4 separate regions of the Sus scrofa genome follow, and regions 2, 3 and 4 are each linked to region 1. The links are chromatin contacts, called in public HiChIP or PLAC-seq maps. All regions are on one chromosome and are shown on one strand. Each heading gives the region's core, a stretch centred on a gene start, on an enhancer-like site or on the middle of the called end of the contact. The rest is flanking DNA. Distances are from core to core; before and after follow the strand shown.

Region 1 (5,151 bases), core at 413-2,912:
TTGGGAAGTGGCAAGACCTCTCATCCTCCCTGCCTGGTGCCCTCCCCCACCTTCCTAAGGGTGCCACGACTGCCGCCTGGAGAGGGTCTTGCTCCCGTTCTCCCCCACACAGTCCTGCTGGCCCCAGTGCTGTCCCTGGCACACTTGCAGACCCCTGCCTGTGGGGGCGGCTCTCTTGGCTGCCCATTCTGAGCCCCCTGAAGAGGGAGCGCTCCCTGGTTAAGCAGCCGTAGCTCCAGGCTCTCCTGGTCAGCATTCGGCTCAGGCCTCCGCCACACTCCAGAGGCCAGAGGGGAATGACATGTTTTTCTAAGTCAGCAAATGAAGCCCATCCTGACGGCTGGGCGGCCACCGCTTCATTCTGAGATCTGCTGCCTTCAGCACTGTAGCAGCCCAAGGTCAGAAGGACTCCGGGGCAGCCTGGCTCACTGCCTTGAGAGCCAGTCACATGCTGCTCTCTCCAGAGGGGAATGGGAGGGTCTGCGGAGCCAGGGAGACCCCGCGGAGCAGGGTGGGGAGCTGGGGTGGCTTTGCTGGGGGTGGGAGGCTGAGTGTTTTGGCTCCGCCTGGTGGCTGGCCAAGCCCTTGGGTCCCTGTCAGTGACTCACAAGGAGAAAGGGCAGGCCGGAGGTCAGGGAGGATGGGAATTGACTCCAGGTTAAAACTCTGTATTTTTGTTTGCTGCGTCGTGCTGGTTTAAAAACCCAAAAGCCTTCCGGAAGTTTAGGTTTCGGTTCCTCTGCTAGAGGAAATCCCACAGTGGCCACTAGGTGGCGCTAAAGACACATCGAACTGGGAGGAGGTTGTAGGAGCCCTTGATGGAGAGGCCTGACCTGGGAGGAGGCCGGCAGGCCCTGGAGTTCTTGGTTGTTCCGCACCCTCTCTGCAAGGCCTGGTTTGCACTTTGGGTCTTGGTGCCTGGGCATGGTGGTAAACATTGGGCGCTCGCAGGGAGTCCCCCAGAGCTGAGCTGCGGTGACTGGCGGGGGGCCCCCTCTCACCCACCTGGCCAGCCTCGAGCCGGCTGGCGTGGTTCCTGACGGCAGCACCCATGATGCTAGTTTTCCAGAGTCTGGGCCTCACTACCCAGACCAGGCTTTTTGCAGTTGCTCTAGTTGGTGGTGAGGGAGGCCCGAGGCCCGGTGCTGGGACTCAGGAGGCCTGGCTGGCGGCCTGCGCGGAGCTGTGTGCGCTCCGGTCTGGCAGGGGGCAGTGTTGCCTCTGGAGACCCAGGGATCACTAGGGCTGGTGCAGCTGGGGGGTTAAACCCACAAAAAGTTGGAAATGAAACCAGCCTGGGACCTGCCCCGGTGGCCCTGAGCATCCCGCACGAGGGACCTCACCTTGCAGGGCTTCTGCCGCCTCAGGAAATGCAGCCCTGGCGCCTTTAAGAGCCCAGGGCCGGCAGGAAAAGAATTTCAGTTTCAATCTGGCTTCTAAATTTGGAGTTTTGGGAAGGGAGGGATCAGATTTCAGCTGGAAGGGAAGGAGCTGACAGGAAGGCGCTGTGTAGAGCCTCCCCCCGTCCCATCCCCCCTCAGTTACTGACAGAGGAACCATTTACAAAAGGCCGATTCTCCTGGGAGTGGAGAGGCAGGAACGCAGCGTCTGTGAGTAATTTCCTGCTCAATATGGCTGCTCTGACTCACTCGAGTCCCCTGGGGTCACTGCGGGACTGCAGCTTGCTTGCTCGTTCTCGCTCTTTCTCTTCTCCCTTTGTGGCTAGAATGAGCTAATTTTTTTTGTCTTCTCGACCCCAATTCCTTTTCCCCCTCATCTGTTTTCCTTTCCAGAGTTGCAGAGGCTCCTTCTGAAGGACTGGGGGGAGACCTTGGGACGTGAAGGCCGGCAGTGGGGTGGGGCGGCGGGGGGGGGTCCCTCGAGAGAAATAGCAGCTCTGGCCATGGAGGGAGGGGGCCGGGGCCATGGGGGGGCTCCGGAGCTCGGGCCTCCCCTGGCTCTGCCAGCAGGCTCCCCACTCCGTGCCCCTAGTGGGCGAGGCTGGCCCAGCAAGCAGAACCTCGGGTTTCCGCCTGTCCCTCGGCCGGCCTTGGCCTCGGAGCCCTTGCTGAACAGGCCTTGGAGCTGCGGCTGCGACAGAGCCGGCAGCACGCCTCCTGGGTGGTTTGCACACAGGGCCCCGTCCAGAGTGAAACTGGTTCCACAGCTCCAGTGACCCCTGAGCTTCTCAGGGCTGCGGCCCGGATGTGTGCGAGTGCGAGATGGGGCTGGAGCCTCGGGAAGGGGCGGGGGGGGGTGGAGCCTGACCGAGTGGGACCTTGGGAACAAAGCTCCTGAGAAGGCCAAGCCCCTACGGGCTGGGGGCTCCTGGCTGCCTTCCTGGAGGAGGGAGCCTTAGAGAGAGGAGGGAAAAGATGCTGGGTGAAGGGACCGACTGGCCCAGGAGAAGCCCCGTGGGGGCCTAGAGCTGTGGCCTCACTGCTGGAGGAAGGAGTGCTTGTTTTTGCTACTGAGCTGCTTGGGGGTTGCGACAGGCTTTTGGGGATCTTGGACCAGGGGAGGGAGATGACAAGGGTAAAACGGCAACTCTCTTGACTTGGATCTTACAGTTTTGTTTAGAGTTGCCTTTACTGGAGAAGGGAGAGGCTTGCGGGAGTGGTTAGCAGGCCAGCCCGCAGCCGAAGGGTGGGGGGCGTTTGTGCTCCTGAGCTCCTGGAGAGCCGGTGTGGGACCCATCCTTTCTCCCTGAAAGAGTTCTCCCCAGCCCTGCCTCCACCCACAGCCTCTTCTGGAACCTTCCACCTGCTCGAGGTCCAAGTCTGCTTTCTTGCCAGCTTGGCCTCTTTGCTTTTCGGACTCTCTCTTCTGAAGCCTGGGGCTCAGGGTGCTGAGCCCGTGCCCCCAGCCTCAGTGCTGCCTATCAGCCGGGGTGGGGCGGTGTTGAGAGGGACTTTGAGCTGTGGTTGGTGAAAGCAGATGTGCTGGCCTTGAGCTGTCCGAGGATTCCCCGAGGGTTCCCCGTCTCAGCGGCGGTTTTCTCATGTCGTGGGGACCCACTGGGCTCGCTGCAGAATGTCTCTCTTCCGAGAGGAGGGGCCAGGAATGGACCTATCTTTGCTCTCGCCTGTCCCTTGCTGTCCCCTCCCCGCTCTCCTGCCAGGTTAGGCTGGCTCCCTATACAGACCTTCCTCCCGAATCTGTAGCAGGTGCCCTCTGGCCCACCTCTGCCCCCCTTCCTTCCTCCCTCCCTGCCACACAGAGGGCAGTCAGAGGCCTGGGTTTGGTCTGGGCCGTCCCCCAAGCCCACCCTCCCTTGGCTCTTCCAGCCCTGCCTGTGGCAGGCCAGAGGGACCGTCTCTGGTTCGTGTCTGTGTGTGTGTCTCTGGTGCATGTCTGTGTATGTGCGTGCGCATCCCATAGGCAGATGCTGCAGCCTGGGCCCCAGGAGTGAGTGTGTGCTCATCCGTGTGTGTATCCATGTGTGTTTGCGTACGTGTGTATGCGTGGGCTTGCATCTTGCATGTGTGCGTGCGTGTGCGTGCGTGCGTGCGTGCGTGTGTGTGCGTGTGTGTGTGTGTGTGTGTGTCAAGGAGCCGGGGCTGGCTCCCAGGAGGCCCACCCCTCCAGCTTGTGGGCTCTCTTTTCCAGATGAAGACGGGCCCCTTTGCGGAGCACTCCAACCAGCTGTGGAACATCAGTGCCGTCCCGTCCTGGTCCAAAGTCAACCAGGGTCTCATCCGCATGTACAAGGCCGAGGTGAGGGGGGCTGCCTGCGTTCCGGGTCCTGGGCTGCTGCTCCCCCCACCCCACCGCTTTGCTCTGAAGCTGGGAGCAGCTCCTCTGACGCTTGAGGCCTCAGAGTCAGTCTATGGGACGGGCGGTCCCCAGAAGCGCTGGATTGAGGCCCAGCTCAGCCCTGTGACTGAGGCAAGGCCCTGCTGCTCAGGGGGTCTCTGTTCCCACTTGTCACGTGGCTGAAGGCCCCTCTCAGCTCTGTCTCCTGTGGGAACACGCACACGAAGACGTGCTCGGGGAGGGGTTAGATCCTCGGAGGCCTCACCCAGAGTGAGCTGCTCCAGCGCTGGTGGATCTGAGCGCGGGGAGGGTGGGAGGTCTTGGGGGTCGGGCTCCCTGTCCTCCCTGCTCTCAGATGGGTGAGGCTGCTTTTCCGGAGCTCGCCCTGCTGCGAGGGGCTCCCGCCTTCTCTGCTTGCTCTGTGCTCATCTTCCGCGGCATCCTCCCCGCCAAGGAGGTGGTTTTTTCTCTGGCAGGTAGGGAGGAGGCATCCTCCCCACCCCCCGCCTGTCCTTTCCACAAGCTCCTTCCACACCCGGGGCAGACCACTCCTGCAACCGCTTGACCCTTGGCACGGGAAGGGCCTGCTGCGAAGTCCCTCACCTGGAGCAGTGGGGTCCCAAAGTCCCCGGCTGTGGGTCTCAGGTGTTGCCTTGCAGGTGCCCCTCTCTTGACCCTTGGCCATCCCTCTCCTGGGAGCGGGAAGCCTCCCTACACCCAGAGCTCCCTCACACCCCGGCCACAGAGGCAGAGGAGCAGGGAGGAAACGGTGGAGGGGCGGGTGCAAGGACAAGCACTGCGCGGCCCTGAAGGGGTTAAAGGCGCTGGACCTGACCGGGCCTGGCCTAGCTCTCCCTTCCGCCCTCCCCCTCCCCTCGGTCCCCTTCCTCTGGACTTCACATCCTGTGTTTAGGTTCCAACCCACATACCTCTCTAATCTAGAGGCGCCTTCGCTGCGGCTGGGGCTGGGGCTGTGCGGGCTCCTTCCGGCTGCAGCCCGGCCTTCCACGCTGGCTCTCCTGCTTGGAGAGCGTCCTGGTCCCTGCCCCAGTCCCACAGTAGGTGTGGATGGGGAGCTCCCCCCGCTGCGGGGGGGTACGGCACGGTGGTGGTGGTGGGGGGGGTTGTGCACAGCCCTCTCCAGCCTCCCACCCCCACACCCCCTGTGTCACAGGCAGGACTCTTGGGTGCCTTTCCTGCTTGGGACCTTAAATGCTGTCCTTGCTGCAGACTCTCGCTTGAATGACCGGGGCCCTCAGGGCAGAACAGGAGCCCTCGCCCCCTACCCCTGCCCACTCCTTTCTGAGCTGACAGAGGATGAGGGAGGGGCACATTAAGAGTAGAAATGGTGATGGTGCCACACAAGCCAAACAGCCCGGTGTGAGAGTTGTCATT
Region 2 (5,069 bases), core at 467-2,966, 170 kb after region 1:
CTAAGTACTGGCAGACTCAGGCTGTTGGGGTTTGGGAACATGAACCTCACAAGCCAAGGTCAGAGGAGGAAAGACCCCTTGCCTCACCACACACACAGGGAAATCGAGGCCCGGAGGAGTCAAGGGACCTGTCCAAGGCCTCTGGCATCCCTGGAACCACAATGTGACTTTCCATATCTGTATCAGTTAGCAAGGCTAGGATGTGCTGCAGTAACAAATGAGCCCCACATTGAAGTGTCTCAACACAACAAGAGTCTCCCGTGAGTCCAGGTGATTCTCCAGGGCAGCTGCCCTCCATGTGACAGCTCAGGGGGCCAGGCTGCCCAGGGGCCTTGTGGCATCGCCGAGACAGGGACGAGAGCATCGCATCACTTCCCCCAAAAACCCACTGGCCAGCACTGGTCCCATGGCCTCACCCCACCACAAGGGTGGTGGGTCCTGAGGAGAGAACTGAGGATGGGTGAGCACCAGAAGATTCTACTCAGCATCCTAGTGGGAGGAAGGCCAGCAGATGGCTTCCCCAGGGGGTCCATGCTCACAGTGAGTTGAGGCAAAGAGAGAAGGGTTTAAGGCTAGAATTCATCCCTCCTCCTACCCAAGCCCCCAGGTCCCTGTCTAGGGCTACCATAGCAACCAGGGCTACTCTGCACGTTGACAACCAAGGTGGGTACCGGCTGCCCCTCTTGAAATACGAACGAAGCTTTCTTGCTCTTTTTCACTCCTTGAAGGAGCAGGTATGTATTTGTCATACCTCTTGCTCTTTCATTGGCTGGTGCCTTCCCATTATGTAATCAATCCCTCCGATGGGTGTCTAGGCATCTTTCAAAGTTCTGCTGTTATAAACAGCGATGCCATGAATTTCCTGTGCGTTTTCCCTTGTCACCACCGTGAGTGCTTCTGTGGTCTAAATACCTAAAAATGGAATCGCTTGGTCAAAGGGCAGGTGCCTGCAACAATCTGACAGCACTCTGGCAGCAGGTGCTGCCTCCAGGGTCAGGAGGGGCTTTTAAGAACAGTTGCTAATGGAGACCAGTGAGTTTTCCATCCTGGGCTCGGGGGTAGGGGTTTCCAAAGGGGACACGGAGGAGGGGAAGCAGGAAGAAGGGATGCGCTTCCCCGCTTGACTCTATGAGGCCGGTCCAACACTGGTGCTGTGCCAAGCCCATTTTACAGGGCGCAAACACCGAGTTCTAGAGAGCCCAGCCACTTGCCCACGGCTGCCCAGCCAGCAGCCTTTGAGCCTCAGTCTCAGCCTGCGCTGAATCGTCCTGGGTCCCAAGATCCCAGCACTCTGCCGGAGACCTCAAGGATCCTTCCTCTACTGACTCCTCTCAAAGGCACTCACGTTCCCCAGGAGCATTTTTTTCAGCAAGTTTTTAAAACTCAGCTTTGCTTCCTTGACTCCCTGGGTCTGGTACTTCTGTCCTTCTGATTGCAGGACCATCAGCCTCTTACATTTTCCCTTGGTGGTGTTCATAACTGCTTCATCTCTTTGGAAGGGCATCTTGGTACTCAGTGTTTAGTCTTGTTGATTTAAAATTCTTTTTTTTTTTTTGGTAACATCACTGTTGTTTCTGTTAAAAAAAAAAAAAAAAAACACCAAAACACTCTTCTTGTAGAATAAAAAAATTCAAGCAACACTGAAAACTACAAGCAAGAAGATAAAAATCACCAACACTCCTCACGCAGGGATGACTCACTGTGGTTCACGTGTGCGTGAGCCGTCTTCCTCTTCCGCAGCTTCTAGACATTTCGAACCACCCCCCTCTAATGATGATGATAACGAAAGCTCTACCTTTCTCGCTCAAGGTGGGGTAGATGAGTCACCGGAGTGGGACTGAAAGTCGCTCTTGGTTCTCTTCTCCCCTCTCCGTCCCCCTCCCCCAGCATCCTTCACCCACAGCCTAGCCCGGGCCTCCCCTGGCCCCTCTGCTTCCAGACTGGAAGCTTCGGTTCCAGCTCCGGGGAGCAGATCCTGCAGGGTTGGGTACCAACCTGGTGCCTTGCCCGGCTCCAAAGAGGGTTCCATTCTCGCTCCACACCCGGGAGCAGGGGTTTTATCCCCTCGCCTCCCAGACACCAAGAGGCTGAGACCTGGCCCAGTTTGCCCCGTGGTACCTTCAGCTGGTGGAAGGTTGAGAGGGTCTCTCTGCTTTGGTGTTCTGTCTCTCACCCCCATCGACCATCAGCAACGTGGATTCTTTTTTTTTTTTTTTTTTTTTTTTGGCTGTCTACAGCATATGGAGTTCTCAGCCCAGGGATCAGATCCAAGCCGCAGTTGCCACTTAAGCCTCAGCTACAGCAACACGGGATCCTTAACCTAGGGTACTGGGCCAGGATCGAACCCGCGTCCCAGCACTCTCAAAATGCCGCTGATCCCACTGCACCACAGCAGTAACTTAGAGCATCTCCCAGCTTGGCCCAGGGGGATTCCACCTGTCTAAGTCTCCCTGGGATGTGGCAGGTGGGCCAAGCCCAGGCTGTTTCATCAACCCCCTCCAGGGAGGACCTCCAGCTCTAGGAAGGAAGAGGCTGTAGCTCAGGACTAACCAGAGCCTGGCCTGACTCGGGGCAGCGTGGCGGTGGTGGCCCCAGAACCAGGTCCAACACGGACATGAGGGCGGGAGGGGGTTCTAAGGAAAATGGGCTCGTGGAAGCCTAGCAGCCCTGCTTGGGGGCCTCCCGGAGCCATAAGGGCTCTGGCACTTAGGGGACAAATCCATGAGGGAGCGTGGCAACCATAGCTGTCCCCTGCGGCTGGGTCAGAGTGGTCCCCAGCTGAGAGCCGGATACATGGAGAGCATGGCAGTGCCCACAGTGGGGGCAGCTCTGCCCAGGGCCGTGGCTGTTTCCATCAGCAGCTCCTCAGACCTCTGGTGAGGCTCTATGAGCTCTCCTGCTGCCCAAAGACATTCTAGGGGACAGCTTGAAGCTGACAGGCAAGGGACAATGACCATGGGTGACTGTGCTTCTTCTTCAGGGCAGGGCGGTCTGTGTCAGAAACGTGGGTTTTGAGTCAGCCAAACCCAAGACGGTGCTGGTTGAGCCTTGAGCTGGCTGTGTGGCCTCGGGCAAATTACTGAAGGTCTCTGAGCCCTTGCTTCCTCATCCACACCGTGGGTACAACGGCACCCCCTTGGCGGGCCTGCTTGAATGACCAAACGCAGTGACCTCGCAAAGGATGCTGAGCCCTTGAGTCCTGAGAGAGGCCTGCTGAGGTTGTGCTTGCAAAGCTGTTTTTGTCTGCTCACCCTCAGGGTGCGGTGGTGGTTGGGGGAGAGCTGGGTTAGGTAAGTGGGGGGACCTCAGGAAGCCGCAATTCTCCGTCCCAAATGGCTCCTCGTTATTTATAATGCTGGGTTTCAAACTGGTTTTTCACACGCATCTTCCTGTCGCAACCTTGTACCTTATTCCTTCTCAAAAGGAATCTCGGGAGTTCCCTTCGTGGCTCAGCAGTTAATGAGCCCGACTAGGAACCATGAGGATGCAGGTTTGATCCCTGGCCTTGCTCAGGGGGTTAAGCATCCGGCGTTGCCATGAGCTGTGGTGTAGGTTGCAGACAGGACTTGGATCTGGCATTGCTGTGGCTGTGGTGTAGGCCGGTGGCTACAGCTCCAATTCAACCCCCCTGACCCTCTTTGTCCCCTCCCGCAATGGTCCTTGGGGTCCATGGAAGGCTTGAAGGCCACTGCTATAGGCCAGCAAGGTGTCACTGGGTCACAGGAGGTAGAGGTGGCAGCTGCATATCCAGAAGGGGTGTCATTTGCCCATGCCCTTCTCACTGTGCTTATGTAAAAAGAGAGAAGGAAGCAAAGTCTTCAGATCACAGAAGGGGATTTTTGAGGGTCCCGTAGGGCCTGAGGTCACCAGGCTGAGGCAGCCCGGGGAACTCTGACCCCAAGGGCCACCCTCCCTCTAGGCAGCACAGACCTGGCCTCCGCTGTCCCTGTGGGAAGCACAGGGAGCTGGGTGAGGACACCTCTCTGTGTCGTCGAAGCCAGGAGCTCCATCAGCCACTGTCCAGCCCCTTGACCCGGGGCAAGTCCCTACTCTGGGCCTCAGCTTCCTCATCTGTAAAATGGGGCAGGAGCCACTGAGCCCTCGATGAGAGGGGTGTGGGGAGGATGGGATGGGGGGGTAGCTGGGCACAGATGACATGGAGCAGGGAACAACCACCACTTAGCCTCTGATGTGTGTGGTGTGCAGCAGTTTGCAGGGGTAGGACCTTGGACTTTGGTCAAAGGGAGGGAAGCATTGCTGGCCCAGTTTGCAGATGGGGAAACTGAGGCACTCTGCTCAAGGCCACAGACAGAGAGCAGAACGGCCCACTATGCCCAGGGGCTGGCATGCTCCCCGCCCCCCTTGCCTGATTTTAGAAACTCCCTTCATACCTTCAAGACATATTCTCCTGTTTCTCCTCTGTGCCTGATAAGCTGTGGGGATTGGTCAGAGGGACCTTGAAAACTTCTAGACTTGAGAGCCGGTTTGGCCCTAGACAACAGGAAGTCCCTGGGCCCATCCCAAAGAGGAGAAACCCTGGGCTCAGAAAGCTGAGGGGCTTGTCCAGGCCCCCTGGCAGCAGTGTGGTCTCTGGTTCCAGCTCCATCCCTCCTGGGACCGCAGCCCGCTCCCGACCAAGCTCCCACCTTGCCCCCAACTCCAGGGTCCCCAGTTCTCTGGAGGAAGATTTCCGTGGTCCCGGTTGGGGGTGCCAGACTGCCAGCGACGAGTGTTTTTTTAATCCCAGCCCCGCTGACTTAGCCGATTATTCTTATTTAAGGCAGGGAAGGAACGCGAGAGCGTGGCAGCTGGTCACCTCCGGCGATGGCCCCTCCCCGCCTGCCTCCGTGCCCAGCTCCCACCTGAGTGCCCAGCTCCCACCTGAACAGGAAAGGGAGGGGGAGATGGGGAGCAGGAGGAGCGGGGGGGGGTGCCGGGGGGACAGGAGAGGGGTGAGTCGGTATAGCAGACGGAGTGAGAAGAGGGAGGAGGAGGGAAGGAAGGGGCAGGAAGGAGAGGATTAAGGAGGGGGGAGGGGGAAAGTGGGCGGAGGGAGGGGTGAAGTAGAG
Region 3 (4,809 bases), core at 2,204-4,703, 150 kb after region 1:
TGAGGAGAAAGGATCTAACGACTGAAGGCTTTGTGATGAATGCACGGAATGAATGAATGAAGGAGTAAATGAATAAATGAGTGCATTGGAGACCTGGAGGACTCCCTTGCCTGACAGTGAAATTCTGTCTCTGCGCTGGGCAGAGCTGCTGCAGCCAGGCCTGGGGAGGGCAGGGAACCTCAGTGTGCTGATGGAAACCAGGTTCTCCCAGCCAGGGGAAGGGCTCAGAAAGTATGGCCAGTGCCCAGTGGCCCCTGTGTCACCTGCTGATGGCATGGACCAGACTTTGATGTGCTGTGGTGGGAGTGATCTCCCAGCTTCCTCCTTGGGGCGCTGGGGGCTCCCTCCCCAACCTGTGGTCCTTGCACCCCCCCACCCCCACCCCTGGAGAAGCTAACTGTTGTTTGGTACAATCCAGGCTCCATGGAAACCACCCAGACTCAGTTAATCCCCACTTCCTTTGCTTTCAGCAAATCGGGGTTTATGGGACTCTCTGGGAATCACAGTTAAGGTAAAAACACCGGTCAGCCTCAGGGCCTGCCAGGGGCATTAATCTCGGGGTGGCCATCGCCTGTCTCCGTTTTATGTAGTGAGTGACCATTGCTCAAGGCAGCCTCTTTTTTCCTCTTAGCAATTGTGAGGGTTTGGGCAGAATGCATCTGCACGAAGCAGGTGCTAAGTCACAACCGGCCCTGGACGTGCCTTTCCACGAGTGGCGGGGCTGCGGATGAGCACCGGTGCTGAAACCAGACAGACAGAACACCTTGGCTAAATTGTGTCCCTGAGCCTCAGTTTCCTAACCTGAGAAGTGGGGGTGGTGACAACAGCACATCTCAGAGGCCTGGCAGGACAAGGGGAGGTAGGCGCCCGGCCTGGCACTGGCACACAGCAGAGGCCCCTAAATGACAGCTGTGATGATGTCACCCAGGGCTGTGTTCACAAACCGACTGAAAATTTGCAAAGCCTGTGGTGGGCGGGGCGGCAGGGCCACTCCCCACCCCAGCTCTGGGCTGGGCCCCCCCAAGCAGCTACTGAGTGTGGCTGGGCTCTGGGGGGATCCGGGCAGTGTGGGAACAGATCAATTACACCACAGTGTGAGGTCTCCAAACATTCCATCGTGAGTGTTTATTGCTTTGATAATGGGGGGTGGGAGCCCCAAAGACCAAACAAACAGCACGATGAAAGAGATAGAGAGAGAGAGAGATGGATCGGGCTAGGGCTGTGACCTGTGCTGTAAGAAAAGACAGCCAGAGCTCTCTTTTTTTGTTTTGTTTTGGTTTTTGTTTTTTGCTTTTTAGGGCCGCACCTGTGGCTTATGGAAGTTCCTGGGCCAGGGGTTGAATTGGAGCTGCAGCTGCCGGCCTACACCACAGCTCATGGCAAGCCAGATTCTTAACCCACTGAGTGAGGCCAGGGATCAAACCTGTGTCCTCATGGATACTCGTCAGGTTTGTTACTGCTGAGCCATGACGGGAACTCCAAGGGAGCGCTCTTGATACAGGGCCCAAGAGATGATGCCCCAGGGGAAGGCAGGCCTCCTGTGTGAGGTCCCATGGAGGCCTGAGAAGAAGGAGCGATGGGTCAGACCTTGCCATCAATGAGACAGGGCTGGACCCCAGGGCGACAGGGCCTGCCTGCCATGTGCCAGCTGTGGGCCTGGGGGAGGAAGTTAACCTCCCTGAGCCTCAGTCTCCCCCTCTGTGAGATGGGCGTGAGGATGAAAGGCGTTAACAACCAATGGTGCCCGGGGCTGAGCCTGGCAGAGGGGGCTCTGTCTTCCTGTTTCCTGGATAAATTGGAGGGAAAGCCCCGCCCACCCACAGGCACGCCCCCAGTGTCTGCAGGCCCCCCAGCTTGTGGGAGCAGACTGGAGGTTCAAGTTGGGGTCTCCCCTTGTCTTTATCCTCTCCCCTGCCCCCTGCTTGTTGAAGGGGAGAGGATGCTTGGAAGAGTCTTGTTCCCACTGCACCTGCTCTGATGATGTGGCTGAGGCTCCTTGAAGGCGGGGTGGCGGTTTTGGACCCCTCCACCTGTGGCCTCCACTGACAGGTTGGGGAGAGCTCTTGGGGGCCTGAAGTGTCCAGAGACCCCTGCCTTGGGGGACAGAGGCTGACAGTGATGGGGCCTCTTCCCCACTGGGGCCCTGCCCTCCCCTCAGCACCATCAGCTGGACCCGGGCTGGTTTCTGCTCTCTGGGCAGACCCTCAACAGCAATCCTTCTGCCAGGACAGCCCTGGCACCACGGTGAGCAGGTGGCCAGCTTCTGTCCACACCAGTGGCACCCGTGGGGTGGGCTGGGAGGGACAGCCTTGAGAGAGGTAAGGATACAAAGAGCTCAGGACCCGCCCCCAGACAGGTGAGTGAGTCTGGGCCTCTGTCTCCCTATTTGTCCCAGAGGCTAGGGCAACCTCCCTGCCCCTGTGGTTCCCAAAGTCCCAAAAATGCAGCTCTGCAGCCCCCAGCTCAGGGGGTGGCAGGTGGGGCTGGAGTGGGGGGATGACAAGCGACAGGAGGACAGGATGCCAGGCTCACCTTTCTGAGAACTGACACCCAGGGGCGCTGTCCTTGGTCCCTGGCTGTGTTAAGGGACGTGACCCAGTTAGCTCTCATCTGTAAGGACGTGGGTACCTCTACCCAGAGCGAGGCCAGCAGCCTCCTGGAGCACCCCTGCAGCCTCCCTCCCCATCTGCCTCACTCAGTCTTCAACCAGGGAAAACAGAAGCAGCAGGAGATCTATGTGAAGGAATCTATTGCAAGGAATTGGTTATGCAATGGTGGAGCTGGCTAGACAAGCCCGAACTCTGAAGGGCAGGCTGGACCTCTGGGCCCTGGGCTGACGCCGCTGTGTGTGGGTGGAATAGCTTCCCCATCGAGGAGGCCTCTGCTTTGCACTTAGAGCCTTTCCAATGATGGAATCAGGCCCTCCCCGAAAATCTAGGCCAATGTCTCTCAAAAGTCAACCGATTATGGACTGCAATCACATCTATGGGGCGCCTGCAGAGTGACCCTGAGATTAGATTGGAGAACTGGGGACTGTAGCCTCTCCAGCATCGCAGCACCTCATCCCCTCTCTGTCAGTGGTTTCTTGCTCCTTCCAGCTTGAGCATCGCTCTCAGATGAGCTGCCCCCAGAGCTGGGCAGTGCTCCCTGCTCTCCTGCGATGACTTCAGCTGGAATCCTCAACCCCCAGCCCAGTTCCTCCTCCAGCCTTGCATCCTTTGTTGTGAAAAGCTCCCTTAACCAGCCTGGGCAAGCCCCCAGGGAGCCCAGCCTGGTGTGGAACCGCCAGCCTGCCCACTGCCCTCAGGAAGCTGCCCATCTCCTGGGGGACGTGTCAGAGCCCGGAACACCCATCTGCCCTGTGCCTCTGTTTTCCGGGCCTCCTCTGGGTCGGATTCCCTGGTGAGGCTGCAGCTCTGGGCTGCAGGAAACCAGCCTCGTGCTTGTTTTGTTTCGATTGCACAACCCTGGAGCAGGAGGCCAGAGCGGACATCTGCTGTTTTGGCCGCCCGGCACCCTCACCCTGTCTCTTTCTGGCGAAAGTCCTCCAGTTGCCTCATGGGGAACTCCCCCCTGTGTGTGCAATCCGGGGACTGGGCTGCCGGTCCAGATGCTCCGAGCTTCCGTGCCAAGGGATGGGTCAGCAGCCCGCCTTCCCTGAGCTTGGGTCCCTCAGTCCTCGTCCTGACGGCCAGCCCCAAGGGAGGTCGCTGAGTGTCCCCTGCTCTCCAGGAGGGCCTGGCTGCATCCTCGCTGGGGCCCGTCTGCATCCCCTGTGTTCCCTTACATTCTGAACCCCCCCCCCCCCCGGTCTGGAGATGGAGCCTTTTTCGGATCAAGGCAAACAGAGTCCACTTCTGTTGCTTATAAGCCCAGACACCCGACTGACTGGATCTGAAGGTCAGTCCCGGCTCTGTCCTCCCTCGCTGTGCGACCCTGCGCGGGATGGTCCCCCTCCGACCTCCGTTTCTCTACCTGCGCATCTCAGCTGGCCTCCAGGGCTGACGTCCCTGAGCCTGTGGCCACCTTGGCCATTGCAGCCGACGGGAATGGGTGCATCCACTGTCAAGAATCAATTGAGGCCTTCTCCGTCTTGACCCTGGGGTCTCTGGGGTGTGTTTAGTGGGAGAGGAGAGATGGTAGCTGCAGAAGCCTTGGCTCTACCTCCTCCTGCGCAGTGGGGCCGTAAGGACCAATGTACCCTGTATCCAGGCCTTGCTAAGTCCCAAGTACCGTCAACTTCGCAGTTAAGCTGCTGCCTTCATAGGTGATGGTCCGTTTCTTTTGAAACTGTTATGCGCAAATTTTTGAGAATCTGGTGAAAGCTTTGGATGTTCTTCTTAGACCACAAAATATCTCTCTATTCCTTTCTCTCGCTCTCTCTCTCTCTCTCTCTCTCTCTCTCACACACACACACACACACACACACACACACACTTTAATGTACAGTTTCGGGAGGGACTAGGAATAGGTTTCCAACGCCTGTCCTAACCTTCAGGCCAGCAGCCTCCGCACTTACAGGACAAATAGCCAGCTCTGGCACACAAGGCAGGGGCTGGGCCCTACACAGGGTGCTCTGTGAGCAACAGCTCCTCCACCTAAAGAGAATGGCCTCTGTGGTAAGGACCGCTATGCTTTGCCAGACTCTCTGGTTCATGATTTTCCTCTTGGGCACACAGCTGGACTACATTTCCCAGCCTCCCTTGCAGTGGGGGCGTGGCCACATGCCAGAGCGCTGGTTAATGGAAAGTGAGCCGAGGGCTGGCCTCTCCCCCACCCCTTTTACGAGCATGAAATTCCTTCTATGTC
Region 4 (4,713 bases), core at 1,743-4,242, 230 kb after region 1:
CAGGTTCAAGGCCCGGCCTGGCACAGTGGGTTGAAGGATCTGGTGTGGTGCAACTGCGGTGTAGGTCACAAGTGCAGCTCGAATCGGATTCCTGGCCCAGGAACTCCATATGCCATGGGGCAGCCGAAAAGGAAAAGAAAAAAAAAAAAATCTCATCTCAGAGTTCTGGAGGCTGGAAGGTCAAAATCAAGGTGTCAGCAGGGCTGTGTTCCCTCCCAAGACACTGGGAGGAATCCCTCCTTGGCTCTCCCAGTTTCTGGCCACTCCAGGTGTCCCTTGGCTTGAGGCTGCATCACTCCCATCTCTGCCTCAGCCTGCATACGGCCTTCTCCTCTTGCGTCCCTGCCTTAGACTTCGGATGACACTGAGGCCCCATCTGGGTAACCCAGGATGACCTCATCTCAATATCCTCAACATCTACAAAGACCCTTCAAATAAGGGCACATTCATGGTTTCCAGGGATTGGAGGCAGACAGATCTTGGGGGGCAGGGGGCACCATTCTGCCCACTACAAACACCAGTGTCACCACCACCATCAGCATCGCAGCCAGCATCAGTTAAGTACCAGTCTGGACCAGGCCTGAGCCCAGGTGCTCTTCCTGTACCATCTCCTTTATTCCTTCAGACACAGACTTAGGGTGAGTACTTATCCCCATTTAACACATAAGGAAATTGAGGCCCAGAGAGAAGCATCTGCTTGTCCAAGGTCTCTCTTCAAACCCAGGCAGCCTGACATTGGCCCCTCCTGTTGTCTCACCATAGCTATCCTGTCCCACCCTGACCCCTTTCTAATCAGCCAGATGATTCCCGAGGAGAATCAAGGTGGGGCAGTGAGCATCCAGATGGAAGGAAGGCGCCTGGATCTAACGAGTGGCAGATGCCAGGCAGGTCACTTCCCCTCTCTGGGCCTCAGTTTGCCCATCTGTAAAACAGAGCAGCCAGACTGTGGTCTAATAATCTCCAAGGTCCTCCCCGCTCTGAAATTCCATGATGCTGGGTGTCACCTGTCAACCAGGTCCTATTCGGACACTGCCCCAGGAGCATGACTCTCACACCAGCTCAGTTCTTGGAATCTGCTACCCGCTCCCAGAGATAGGTTTGCTTGGAAGGCTAGCCCCGGGGGTGGGGGGCTGGTTTCCCACTTCTTCTACTGACTCCCCGTATCATGGGGCTGGCAGCAAGCTGGGTGAAGGTGCGGTGTGTGTGTGTGTGGCGGGGGGGGGGGGGTCTCCTCTTGGAGCCCAAGATTTTGGTCCATACATTCAGAGAGGGCTCCAAAGCTGAGAGCTCTGCCTGGGTGCTGCAAACAGAGCAAAAGATCCTGCTGCCACACCCAGACCCCAAGACCTTAGCTGGGAAGTGGCCCTTTCAGCAGACTCCGGAGACCCCGCAGAGGCAGCGAAAGCTCTTGTTGATCATCTAAAGCCAAGAGACTGGGAGAGGCCACAGTGACCAGAGGCTCTTGCCCTTGGAAGGGGACACACACACACAAAATTAAAAAGCAGGCTACGAAGAGTCACTGAAAGCTCAGTTTCCAAAACCTGGTCTGGTCGTTAGAAGTCGTTTGTTTATAGCAGAAATATTTTTTAAAGGTCCTTTTTAGAGTGTGAACTCGGGCCTTTTTCCTCTGGCTTTTTCCTCTGCTTCTCTGTCCAGAGCACAACTGTTTGCATTTTGGCTAAAGATGGAGTTAAGTTAGGGACGGAACTGCAAACTTGAATTTGCAGGATGAGATTGGCATCCCAGCAGAGGCTCGAAGGTGGGGCGTCCTTCAGGTCCCTCTGATCCCCGCGGACACACCCGCTGCAAACCCTCCAGTTGAGGGCTCCGCTGGGATAAGCAGGCGTCCGACCAGCCAGGGTTTATACCTGCCGAGTTAATCTCCCCTCGCCGGGCCTCCAGCTGAGCCTCTCCCTCTTCCAAGGCCGCGAGTCCAACCACTGGCTCCGTTCCCTGGCCTCTACTGCTTTTGTCTCTGCAGATGTTTGAGCGGATGCAAACTGGCTGTGTGACCTTGGGGCAGGTGCTTACCCTCTCAGGGGTCAGGAGTCCAGGTGGGGAGGTTTGTCAGAAGCCAAGCCCCAACGCGGGTGCAGAAATTCGACCCTCCTCCTTTCACACCCAGGGCTCACGCGCCACCAGCCTGTCCTTGCTCGGTTCAGGCAAGGCTGAGAATTTTCTGGTCTTTATGTGGTTTAGTTTCTGGTGCTTCCAGCAGCAGCAGCGGGGCTGTTCCACCACAGTCCCCAGGAAATTGGTCCACGTAGGACGGAGCCTTCCCGAGAATGAAGTCATCTGTTCCTTTTTTTTGTTGCCTTTCTCCTTCAACACGAGTCACCGGGCCTCTGCGGTCTCTCCTCGCGCAAACACTCCCAGCGAGGGGGTCGGCCGGGCTCCCCGCGGGGGAACTGGGCGAGGAGCGAACCCAGCGGCCTGGAGGGCCTCGCCCCCCCACCCCCCGGGCTTGGCCCAGCCCTCGCCTCCCGCTCCCACCCGCGACTTCCCAGGACCGCCCAAAAGGTGAGCTCCCGGGAGGCCGCCCGCGCTCCGGCGAGGCCGGCTCGGCAAACAATAACAGTAAATAACGCTCCCTTGTCAACGTAATAAAAACGGAAACGGTTACAATGTTTTTTAATAAGCGTCCCCCATCAATCTCCCTCCCTCCCTCCCGGGCCGCGGGCACCGGCAGGGCGGGCCGGGAAGGAGGGGAAAGCGGGGGCACCGGGGCGCGCGGGAGGGGGCCCGGTGCCGGAGGAGGAGGACGCCGGGGGGGAGAGCGAGAGCACAGCAAGTGAGAGACGAGGGGGCGCGGGAGGCCGGGGTCACGCGCGCCAGCCGAGCCGGGAAGCGGCCGCGGTGAGTAACACCGTTGCCATGGCGACGTGGCCGCGAGGAACAGGAAGCGGCAGAAATAGCAGCCGCCGCGGCCCGCGCGCCCGGCCCCTCCCCCCGCGAGCCCGTTGCCACGGAGACCGGCCCGAGCGAGGCTGCGCGGGCGGCCGCGGCCTCCTGCGCCCCGGCCCGCGCATGCGCCCTGGGCCGGCCCGGCGCGGCGGACGCGGGGGCAATTCTTACAGCCCCGGCGCCGCCTGGACCCCAAAGTTGCCTGGCCACCCGCTTACGTGGAAAAAAAAAAAAAGTAAACGTGTTTGTTATTTGCCTTTGTAAAGCAGCCCCGCCTTTGTTCCTGGCGGCTTCTTCGGTTTCCTGGCGTCTAAGGCGTGGAGCGAGGGGGCAGGGATATATCTGCCCCGATCCCAAAGGTTTTCCGAGCGCCAGGCACTGGGTCGCGTCCGAGACGCCGAGGGAACGCGGGAGGCCGGCTCTGCTCTCCTGAAGGCCCGGCCTGGGACGGTCTAACCAGGCCCCGGGGCTGACCTTGGCCGCCCGAAGCCCATTCTGAGCTTGGCCTCCCCTTTGGGGTGGGAGGGGGGGCCTTCTTCCAGGTGATGCGCAGAGGTCCCCCCACCCCCTCTTGTGTTGTCTGGTCCCTTTCCCCTCGCATCACCTTCCCCAGATTCTGACCGGCAGACAGCACAGAGGGAGAAATGAAATCCTGCCAAACCCAGGGCTCCCTCTCCACTCCCTGTTCACCAGAAAACTATGAAACAATCCACTCCCCGCACCCTTCGGGCCCCCCACCCCGCCAAAAAAAGTTAAGGGAAAACCTAAATGTTTCATAAACAAAAGCCACTCCGCAACAACTTGTTTATGTGAAAGACTGGCCGCAGCCTTGCACGTCTGAGGCTGGGTGTGTGTGTGTGTGTGTGTGTGTGTGTGTGTTGGGGGAGGGAGGGGACGTGAGATGGTCTCTGAGACTGTTTGTGCAGGATATTTTTTCTCTCCAGATTTTGTTTGTTTTTAATAAGGGTCAGAGGTCTGGGCTTCTGTGGGGAAGGGTCACCTCGGATGGACAGGCCACGAGGTCCCAGGGGGACAGGTCAGAGGGCCTGCATACTGGGGCGGAAGCCAGGAGCCAAAGCCTCCCCATCTGGCTCGGCTCCTGGCAGGCAGGGGGGCTTCCGCGGGCGCCAGGCTCTCTGGGCTGCTCCCCAGCGTGTGGCCGCAGCGAGGGCCCAGGCCAAGGACTTGGACCTTTCTCCCTTGGCCGAGACAGCTCTCGTTGCCCCCAGCCGGTGCCTTGGCCACGTTGGCCGAGGGAGAAGGCAAGCGAAGCAGCCCAGGTCTCTGGGGTTTTCTATAATGGAAACGAGAAGCTTTTGTTTTTTGTATGGGGCGGACTTAGATTTTCAGCATCCAGGCTGACCAGATGGGGATATAGGGAGCATGCGCGCTTAGAAGGGGGACTGCTGCTTCAACTCTCCTCCCCACCAGCCAGTCTCATTCCCCAGTGTGGCCTTGTGGAGGCTGAGGGATGGACAGAGCTATGGAAAGTGGGAGGGGCTCCGGCGATGCAGGTCCTTCCTCCTCCCTCCCCCTTTTGACACATGGCAGGGGTGGGGGTGGCAGCCCTGAAGGGGAAGCTTGAGGGATCATCAGAAGACTTTGGGTCCACCATGGCAGTTGGCATGGTATTTATCCCTCTTCTTCTTGGAGGAGGAAAGAAAGACAGGGGAGCATTTGCGACAATAGAGACAAGCTGCCACCTCTGTCCAGAGGGCTGTAGACAGCGCTGAAGACCAGGGCTTCGGAACCGTGCTGGTGGGTGAATCCCCCTTGGCCCCACCAAAACTTGTTCACCTAGTCAATGAG

The links. HiChIP or PLAC-seq counts read pairs in DNA pulled down with a chosen protein or histone mark.
Region 2: a contact with region 1 is called in an H3K27ac HiChIP or PLAC-seq map of alveolar macrophages. The contact joins two enhancer-like sites. A contact is called at or near these places in 6 of 47 Hi-C or Micro-C datasets (embryonic fibroblasts, epiblast stem cells, liver and 3 more) and 2 of 2 datasets of contacts at active chromatin or transcription factors (alveolar macrophages and skeletal muscle).
Region 3: an H3K27ac HiChIP or PLAC-seq map of alveolar macrophages shows a contact between it and region 1. The contact joins two enhancer-like sites. A contact is called at or near these places in 8 of 47 Hi-C or Micro-C datasets (embryonic fibroblasts, heart right ventricle, liver and 4 more) and 2 of 2 datasets of contacts at active chromatin or transcription factors (alveolar macrophages and skeletal muscle).
Region 4: a contact with region 1 is called in an H3K27ac HiChIP or PLAC-seq map of alveolar macrophages. The contact joins two enhancer-like sites. A contact is called at or near these places in 6 of 47 Hi-C or Micro-C datasets (embryonic fibroblasts, epiblast stem cells, liver and 2 more) and 2 of 2 datasets of contacts at active chromatin or transcription factors (alveolar macrophages and skeletal muscle).

The regions. Positions count from the first base shown.
Region 1 is chr1:269,422,544-269,427,694 of Sscrofa11.1, forward strand. It overlaps PTPA (serine/threonine-protein phosphatase 2A activator), which reads left to right. Exons shown (of 10, transcript XM_001926077.6): 9 at 3,610-3,717. Among named protein-coding and RNA genes, the nearest start is that of PTPA, 23 kb to the left of the region's middle. Within about 2 kb of position 1,663, at least 72 of the 83 cell types and tissues checked have an H3K27ac peak or open chromatin away from gene starts, as enhancers often do. A contact at or near this core is called in alveolar macrophages, embryonic fibroblasts, liver and 4 more, where this site is marked.
Region 2 is chr1:269,594,450-269,599,518 of Sscrofa11.1, forward strand. The region is part of intron 2 of LOC102162054 (a long non-coding RNA gene); the gene reads left to right. Among named protein-coding and RNA genes, the nearest start is that of IER5L, 140 kb to the left of the region's middle. Within about 2 kb of position 1,717, at least 11 of the 83 cell types and tissues checked have an H3K27ac peak or open chromatin away from gene starts, as enhancers often do. A contact at or near this core is called in alveolar macrophages and retroperitoneal adipose tissue, where this site is marked.
Region 3 is chr1:269,567,663-269,572,471 of Sscrofa11.1, forward strand. No RefSeq gene overlaps it. Among named protein-coding and RNA genes, the nearest start is that of IER5L, 110 kb to the left of the region's middle. Within about 2 kb of position 3,454, at least 29 of the 83 cell types and tissues checked have an H3K27ac peak or open chromatin away from gene starts, as enhancers often do. A contact at or near this core is called in alveolar macrophages, mesenteric adipose tissue, omental adipose tissue and 2 more, where this site is marked.
Region 4 is chr1:269,651,134-269,655,846 of Sscrofa11.1, forward strand. No RefSeq gene overlaps it. Among named protein-coding and RNA genes, the nearest start is that of NTMT1, 170 kb to the right of the region's middle. Within about 2 kb of position 2,993, at least 75 of the 83 cell types and tissues checked have an H3K27ac peak or open chromatin away from gene starts, as enhancers often do. A contact at or near this core is called in alveolar macrophages, embryonic fibroblasts, liver and 2 more, where this site is marked.